Linked DNA regions of Oryctolagus cuniculus: region 1 is linked to region 2. Evidence: chromatin contacts called from public Micro-C data. All regions are on one chromosome and are shown on one strand. Each heading gives the region's core, a stretch centred on a gene start, on an enhancer-like site or on the middle of the called end of the contact. The rest is flanking DNA. Distances are from core to core; before and after follow the strand shown. Region 1 holds the start of MRTFA (myocardin related transcription factor A). Region 2 holds the start of TNRC6B (trinucleotide repeat containing adaptor 6B).

Region 1 (4,215 bases), core at 698-3,197, 570 kb after region 2:
TTTTTAAATAAAAGTCTGCTAAATGAATGCACAGCGTCGTTATCTAAGCAGGACCCACCGTCACTCCTGGGTGACCCAGGTTTTACAGCTTTGCCCTCACAGGCTGAGATCCTGGTTTATGCCCCGAGTCCCTCCCTCGCAGAATCTGACAGCACTCGAAGGACGTGGCAAGTCTGCAGTTGATACTTCTGGATGACGGGGTGTGATTCCAGCATCTCTCCTGATTTAACTCTTAAAAGGCGCACACACCCTAGTGGGAATGACTCTTAGCCTTAGCAGTTACCAGCAAGGACCAGGAGCAAGCGCTGCCGCTACCCCCAGACGCCTCCTTCACGTGTTTATCATTTCAGTAGAAAGCATCAGAAAGCCCTTTGACTTGCAGTGAAAAACGCAAAGGACATCGGGCAAAGCTTACGTTCAGCGACTTCCAGGGCCAGCCGGGCACCTCCTCACTGCTTCCCGCAGTGCCACCCGGAGTTCTGGGGCTCCCCTGCAGGGAAGCCCCTTACTGAACATGCAAGCTGTCCTACAAGCTCCAACTTCCTGCAGAAGCGATCTCAAACGCTGGCAAGCTGGGGACATTCCGAATTTGAAACTGTGTGAAAACGTGGCACCGTAGGTGGCCACACACCTCCCGCTCCTGCCTGGGAGGCGGTTACCTGGGGACCAGGCCGCTCTACATAACACGGAGAAAACAGAGAAATCCAGCCAGAGGCACCACAGCCCGGCCCTTAACTCAACCTCACAACAGCTAACAGCTCCTGGGCCCTGACTGCGCGCCAGGCTCAGATCCGATGGACACGACTACCCCCATTTCCCAGATGAGCAACCCGAGGCTCAAGCTGGCCACTGGCAGATCTGGGAGTCGCCCCGCAAGGTCCAGTCCCAGCTGCTGCACAATACCAGTGCTTCTCCCCTTTTTTTTTTTTTCGTGGTCCCACCGAGGGGCGCAGGGTCAGGCGAGGGGCTGTCAGCAACGCGCACTGACGGACGCTTTCTTACGAGGCTGAAGTTCTCGGCTTGCAAGTTTCAAACCCGCACAGGACCCTGCCCACCTGGCGGGGTTCGGGCTGCCACTCAGGCATCCAGCCCTGATGCGTCTCCTGGCCCGGAGATCCCGAGGGTTGCACAGAGCGCGGGGAACCCCGCCACCGCAGCCGCTGCGCGCACACACCCGGGGCGCAGCCTGGGCGGGAACCCCCGCGCCTCCCCGCCCAGCGCAGCGAGGCGAGGCGAGGCCCGGCCCGGCCCGGCGGGTGCACAGGTGCAAGGCTGCGCCCGAGCGCCCCGGCCCGCGACCCCCGCCCCGACGGACGAGAGGAGTGGGAGCGGCGGGCAGCGCGGGGAGGACCGGCGACGCGACGCCCGCACCCCGGGGGCGCGCGCGGCGTGGCCGCGAGGAGAAAGGATGCGCGGGGCGGCGCGGGGCGGGGCGGCGGTGGGGGAGGGGTCCCCGGCCCGGACTCCCACTCACCGCGGCGCTCTCCTGGCCCGGGCTCCGCGGCTCGCCCGGCTCGGCTCCGGCCGCTCGCGGCTCCTCCCGAGGCTCACCGTCCAGGCAGGGCGCGCGGGGCCGGGGAGAGGTCGGCGCGCGCCGAGGGCGTGTGGCGAGCAGAGCCGAGGGGGTGGGGAGGCAGGGCCGGTCGCGCTCGCCGCCGCCGCCGCCGGGGCCACCACAGACACAGCCGCCGCCGGCTCCTCTTAGCCACGGAAGCTGCGGGCCCTCCCACCACAGCCGCCTCCCGCCTCCCGCCCCGCCCCGCCGGAGGAGTGGCAGCGCAGCTGGCCAATCAGAGGCCCAGTCGGGGCAGGGCTCCGCGGCCCAGAGGGGCGTTCGGGGAAGGAAGGGGAACGAGGGAGGAGGGGACGGCGGCGCGACTTCCTGTGACTGACAGCGCGGCGCAGCCAATGGGCGGCGGGGAGATGACCTCATCGCGGAGGGAAGTCTGGAACTGGCGGAGCGGCTCTGAGGAGGTGGGAGGAGGTCGGACCTTAAAGAGGCCGCAGCCCCTGGCCACCCTGTCAGGGGAAGGGCGGCGGGCCGGGTCGGACAGCCGAGTTGCCGAGGGGTCAATGCCCTGCCGCGAGCCTCCAGACCCCATCCCGAGCCTCCCCTCAGGGGCTCACGCCCCGCCTGAGGCTCCCGAGTCGGGGTTTCACGGTCACGCTTCCCAGAAGACGATCGATTCCCTGAATTCCCGGGCCAGCCCCCGCCCCACCGAGGCCCCGGCGCCCCGGCCCTCGCAGTCGGTCTCCCCAGGTGGGAAGGGGGGCTCCTCCTGACACCTGCCGACCCCCTCCGCCCCGGGGAAAGCGCTCCGGGCTTGGGGAGGGGGCGGCGCGGAGTGAAGCCCCGAGCTTGCGGTCGATCGGGAGACCCCAGGAGCGGGCCAGGGAGGCCGGTGCGGCGGAGGTGTGAGGGGGCCCGAGACCCTGGTGCGGGACTTGCACAGGGAGCGGGAACGCGGGCTACAAGGCGGGCGAGGCCCCCGCTCGCTCCGCACCCTGCAGCCGCGGAGAAGGGCACGGAGCTCCGACCTACTGGGGAGGAAGGGGAGGGGGCGCTTCCCGGAGGCTTCCTGGGATGGGGTCCTCAGGCAGCTGGAGGAGGGGCGAGCAGGGTTTTCTAGGTTCCTGGAGGTCCGGTGCCAAGGCCCAGCGGCTGAGAAGTGGCGCTGAGAGTGAACTCTTAGGAGGACCCCCATCCTCCTCCTGCGGGCTCCTGGGCCTGCGTGCTGGTGTGGGTCTCAGATGGGGGGCAGGGGGGCGCCGCTGCCGTCTGCCAGTGCTGCAACAGCCAGGTGGCCGGGACATTCCGGATTGTTCATGTGTAAGTCATCGTCGGGGCCAGTACCACACGCTGGAGTTAGGATCCACGTGTCAGACACTTTTCCCCCAAGGCAAAAGCACCCTTCCACAAAAGCCCTGGCCAAAAAAAATGAGTTATTCCACAAATATTTACCCTGAGTAAGTCATGGTGCAGGTGATAGAGAGATAAGCTGCCGTGGCCGCCCTGGGGGTGAGCCCACCTCCCTGCAGGGAGGCGGAAGCCGGTGCCCTGGTGACTCCGGGGCAGGAGTGTCTACAGCAGGTGTCCCGAGGACAGTGGACCTGGGAGAAAGGACTGCTCCTGGAACTATTGGGGTGGGGCACTTTCCCCAAGGCCAGATCCCGTGCAGCCCCACAGAACCGTTGTGAGTTAGTCACCGGAGGAGGGCAGACACTGCCCGCTCACCTCCCACCTCCCAGCCGCAGGGCTCTTTCGCCACAACTTACATTGTTTCTATTTTGTAAATGACACAAACTTGAAAAAGTTCCTGGAAAAGATGAAATTATTTCGGGGCAAAAAATAATAATAATAATCGAAACTGGGGTGGGTTCCTCAGACTTGCAGTTAAGACGCTGGTTTGGATGCCCACGTCCCGTCTCGGAGCCCCTGGGCTCAATTCTGGTGCCACTCTTGGCTCCGACTTGCTGCTTACGCAGACCCTGGGAGACAGCAGAGAGGGCTTTAGCGGCTGGGCTCCTGTCACCCGTGAGGGAGACCTGGACGGCGGGCATTCCCAGCTGCCAGCTTCCGTCTCCGTCCAGCCCTGGCCTTTACAGGCAGCTGGGGAGTGAACCAGCAGATGGACGGGCTCACCCACTCCATACCTTGCCTTGGGCTCAGTCACCGCAGGGGAGCACGGAGCTGTAACTGTACCAGGAGCTCCCCGCTTGAGCCACGGGCAGCCTTTGGAACCCCAGTAGCTGTGCGTCACTGCCTGTGGGCCTTGGGGAAGATCCCCAAAGCTCCTCCCTTCCACTCGGAATTTGGGGCAGTTATGTTGCCCGGTCCCAAAGTGCAGTGACATCCAGAGCTTCCTGGTGACCCAGCTGCTGCAGGGCACCGGGACACCGGGGCATCTCTGCTCTGCCTGCCCTGTTACCAAGCCACACCTTGCAGGGACAACCGTAGCAACTGCGCCGGCCCTGACCTCACAACCACCCCCTTCTACCACAGATGGCTCCTAAGCCAAACGCCCTCCTCGTATGGCCGTAAGGAATGCCTAAGTGCAGACGGAGAACGTTAAGCCTAACCCAGGGAATACAGCTGGCATCCTGGCATTTTGTCCCTGTCCATCCAGTGGGGCAACTTCCTGGTCCCGTGGGTGTGGCCTCTCCAATGGTCTCCAACATTTCCAATGTTGTTGCCATTGCAGAAGGGCCAACCCA
Region 2 (4,529 bases), core at 1,317-3,816:
TGTTGTGACCATTTGGGGAGTGAACTAGCAGAGGGAAGATCTCTGTCACTCTGCCTTTTAAATAAATAAACATTTTAAGAAGAAACTCTCAGAGGCCAGACAAGTCTCTGACCCCCGTTCCACTGTTTGATGAAAGAAGAAATCTGTATGTGGATGCACTCGCGAAAGCACCTGGATTTTTTTCCTTCCTGAATGGGTTTTGACTTCTACTTCGTAACTTTCTATGCTGTCTGAAATACAGGATGTTACATAGAGTTGAGAAAGTGTTCTATTTACTCAGTGACTTTGTGATCAGAAAAACGCTATTTTAATTTTTTTTTTTTTTTTCTATTCTCAAATGGGGAAACATGACAGGGTTTCAGGCTTCCTGTATTCTTCCAGGGAGGGACAGCACAAGGAGGCGGAGTGGACAGATAGCTAACGGCCTGCAAAGACAAAGCCCACAGGAAGAACAGGCTGGGGGTACTCTGGGATGGTCCTGTCCTGCCCCCCACCCTCAGAGAGCAAGCACTGCTGGTCATCGCCTGTCGCCGGTCTCCCGGCTAGCCACAATTCGCCCATTAGTGCTCCCAATAGATGTCGCTTCTTCCAGGAAGCCATCAATGGAGTCCCATGTCCCTCCCATGGGCTTCTTCTGGGGCATCTCATCACGGCGTGCTGGCCACCCCCACTGGACAGAGGTTCTGGAAAGCAGAGACGATGCTTTGTTTAACTGTGCAGCCTTGGTGCCTTAGAAAAGTGTGGGACATGCTCCCTAAATATTTACTGAGTAAATTATTTATTTGGGGGCAGGTAAGAGACGCGAAGCAGAACAAGAAACCTGGTTCAAAGGCTCTTACCACTGGGATATCCCCAATAATACCCGTCAAACCAAGCACTGGTTGAAGGGCTGAAACAGAGGCACAGGCAAGTAACTTCAGACCTCACAGAGGCCTGAACCCTGGGCACGTGTTGACCTTTGCGTGTTGCATTGTGAGGCCCACAGGGGCTGTGTGCATGGTTCCTAGCACCTGGATTAGAATTTGCCTCTGGCAGCTGGTGCCACAGCACAATAGGCTAATCCTCCGCCTAGCGGCGCCGGCACACCGGGTTCTAGTCCCAGTCGGGGTGCCGGATTCTGTCCCGGTTGCCCCCCTTCCAGTCCAGCTCTCTGCTGTGGCCAGGGAGTGCAGTGGAGGATGGCCCAAGTGCTTGGGCCCTGCACCCCATGGGAGACCAGAAGCACCTGGCTCCTGCCATCGGATTAGTGCGGTGCACCAGCCGCAGCGCGCCAGCCATTGGAGAGTGAACCAACAGCAAAGGAAGACCTTTCTCTCTGTCTCTCTCTCTCACTGTCCACTCTGCCTGTCAAAAAAAAAAAAAAATTGCCTCTCGCTGTTGCCCTAGGACTAGCTGTCCTTTCCTCCCCATGGACGTTTGTGAGCTACCTCAGATCCCTCTGCTGCAAGGCGCGCAAGGCGCAGCCTTATTGTGGGCTACAGCGGTTGTCTCGTTGCTAAAGCAGCGCCTCTGAGCTTACACAACAGCCCCGATGAAGCTCCAGGGTGCGGAGCTGGGGAGGGGAAACACTCGACGCCGCAGCTTCCCGGGCTAGCCTCCAGCGCCCTGCTCCTGCAGGTCGTGTTGGTCCCGGAGGCTGCCGGCTCGCGCTCTGGCAACGGGCTCCAAGCCTCCTGCCCTGCCCTGCCTGGAACGCGGGCTCGCTGCCATGAAAGCGCCCAGTGGCCAGTGGCCAGGAGCAGGCATCTCGCTCGGCCTCAGCCACCCTGGACGCGGTCCAGGAGCGGAAGGGCTCTTCCGTTTGCACGCGATACATTATTGATTTCCAAGGCGAGTCGCTCTTGATCTCGACTCTCTCCAAAGAATGAGCAGGGAACGGACGCGAAGGGGGCTTGGCGGGCCGGGCGGGGAGGATGGCCGCGATGTCCACCTGCGAAAGCCGGGTCGGTGAAAGAGGTGGACGTGCACTTCTGGGGGGCGGGAGGGGGGCATCAAGGCAGTTCAACTCAGGGTGCCGGAACAGAGGATGGGGCGGGGGCGACCCCTCCACAGTCAAGGCTTCCAGAGGAGACGGCGGCACCGGGTGCCCGGCGAGGCGGCCGTGTGACAGCCTGGGCTTGGCAGCCGGGTCCGATTCCGGGCACCGTGAAATAAGAGGGCTCTGTCGCCGCGCCAGCGCCGCGGGCTCCCGTCTCCGCGCGACCTTGGGCGCCCCCCGGCCCGAGCGTCCTAGCCCAATCGCGCCATCACCCCCACGCGTCTGACCAAGCCGTCTCTGTGAGGAACTCGGCAGCACGCTAGGCACGCCAGGACGGCCATTACCGCCGCCCAAGACGTGCCAAGCCACCAGGGCCGAACCCGACTCGCAGGCCGCGCAGCGAGCGGGACCCGACCGGCGCAGCCGGGCGCCCAATAAGCCGCCGGGACAGAACTCAGTGGCTTCAAACCAATGGCTTCAGCCCTTGTTGCTGGCCGGGCTTTCTGGCCGTTCCACCAATAGCTTGCAGCCTCGGCTCGGGAGTGGCAGCCCGACCGTCCAATGACGCACCACCAGCCCACACTCAGCACTTCTGAGGGGATAAATCAAGGAGCCGGCACGTATAGATTCCGTTATTAGGCAGTACGGGATGGAGAGAGGACGTTAGAGGAAACGGCGCCGGGGCGAGGCACTCATGAGCTAAAAATAGAAAAACGACGATGGTTGCGCCAAACGAGCTCGGCCGCCATCATGCTCTAGTTTCCCCTTCGCCTCTCTCGGTCCGCAACCGAGGAAGCGGCCTCTGGGATGCTGAGGGGGTGTGTCCCCGCATGATTGGCGCAGGTAGCTCAGCCAATCCTAGCTCGTCAAACGGGAAGCACTTAACCAATGAGGGGCGACGGCAGCGGCGAGGAATTGGAGGGGCGGAACGACAACTTGACGGGCACAAAAGCCAGCCAGTGACAGCCGGAAACATCCTCCCTGCGGCCAATGGGATGGGACTCTGGGCGGGCCCCCGAGTGTTTGTGTTGTGGTTTTGGGGGAGGGAGGCGGAGGGGAAAGTTTGTTTATTTTGTTTTTAGTTTCTGGGGTCCCCGTGCTTCTGGGAGGTGAAGCGGGAGGGAGGGACCCCCGCGCCCCTCAAGTTCCCCTACGACGTCGCCCCCGTAGCCTGCGGAGAAGCGGGGACCGCGCGCATCGCCTCGCCTCACAGCGGAACGCCGCGCACTCGGAGCCGGCGCAGCTCGCCGGTGAGTGAGGACCGGAGCCGCGCCGTCCTTCCCCTCCCCCGCGCGCCGTGCGGCCCGAGCTGGGCGGCCGGGGCGCGCGGCGTGTGCGTGTCCTCGCGAGGGAGCGCGCGGCGCGGCCCGGGGACGGGGGGCGTGAGCGCTCGCGGGGGCGGCCGCGGCGGCCGGGGCTGAGGCGAGGGGCCGGCAGGGCCGCGCGCCCCGGAGCGGCCGGGCGCGCGCGCCTCCCGCGTCACGCGCCGGCAGGTGTGAGGCGGGGAGGGCTTCCGGGCGTGCGGGCCGCGGCGAGGTCGCTTCCCGTCGCTGGGGGGCCCTGGGGAGCGAGGCCCGCGCGTCCCGGCGTCGCGCCGAGAGCCGCGGCCCGCCGGGGTGCGCCGCCTCTGCTGGCGCGGGCCGGGGGAGCCCCGGGGCCCGGGGCGTCGCACCTGCGTGATGCCGGGACGAGCCCCCGGGCCGGACCCCGGCCGGAGCCCCCCGCGCGCCTTCCCGGAGCCCGCGCCCGTGGCCGCTGGGGGCGGGGAGCGTTGGCCGCCTCCCCTTGGCCTGGCGCCCGTTAGTTTGCAGCTGGAGGGGTTTCAGCCCCTGGTGGCCCCCGGAATGCCTGCGGTGCCCGGCGACCCCCAGGACCTCAGTGCGGACCAGCCCGGGCCGGGCCCTAGCCCTGTATCCCGCGTGGCTTCGGGCCGTGAGTGAGCCTCATGGGTGCCCTCCGGCCGTGCACGGGGAAGCGAGGGGAGAGCGGAGCGTTTTGTGAAGACGCCTGTGTTGCGGGAAACTGCAGTGGTGTGAAGTGTTCTGTTGGTGTGGCGAGGCTCCAGCGACGTCGGCTTTGGCTTTGGAACCGTGGCTTTGCGTGGTGTTACTAAAAGCCTCCTAAGGAGCAGAGCTTGGAGCTGGCCTCGCCGTGGGCGTGTGCGCGGGTGCACGTCGAAGGCCCCCCGCGCTTAAAGCCCCAGCACAGCGTCCGGAGCACAAGTCTAAACCAGGCTGGCTTGTCCCACTTGGGACAAGGGACTGATGACAAGGACGCCTTTATTTTCTTTTAGACCTTGAGCTTCTTAGGAACGTTTACTTATTTATTTGAAAGGCAGAGCGACAGAGCAAGAGAGAGCGAGATCTTCATCCACTGGTTACTCCCCAAAGGCCCCCAGTAGCTGGGGCTGGGCCAGGCTGAAGCCAGGAGCCAGACACTGCATACAGGTGTCCCGGGTGGGTGGCGGGGACCTAGGCACTTGAGTCGCCCTCTCATGCCTCCCAGGCTGCAAATTAACAGGACGCTGGATGTGGGGTGCTGCTGTCCCGAG

The links. A called contact is a pair of places that touch in the nucleus more often than the background predicts.
Region 1: a contact with region 2 is called in a Micro-C map of ear pinna, with 7 times the contacts expected there. The contact joins the promoter of MRTFA here to the promoter of TNRC6B in region 2. A contact is called at or near these places in 2 of 6 Hi-C or Micro-C datasets (ear pinna and an unstated tissue).

The regions. Positions count from the first base shown.
Region 1 is chr11:116,748,946-116,753,160 of mOryCun1.1, forward strand. MRTFA (myocardin related transcription factor A) reads right to left here and starts at 1,948. Exons shown (of 14, transcript XM_051834083.2): 1 at 1,475-1,948. The coding sequence starts at 1,933.
Region 2 is chr11:116,178,033-116,182,561 of mOryCun1.1, forward strand. It overlaps TNRC6B (trinucleotide repeat containing adaptor 6B), which reads left to right and starts at 2,567. Exons shown (of 25, transcript XM_051834078.2): 1 at 2,567-3,228.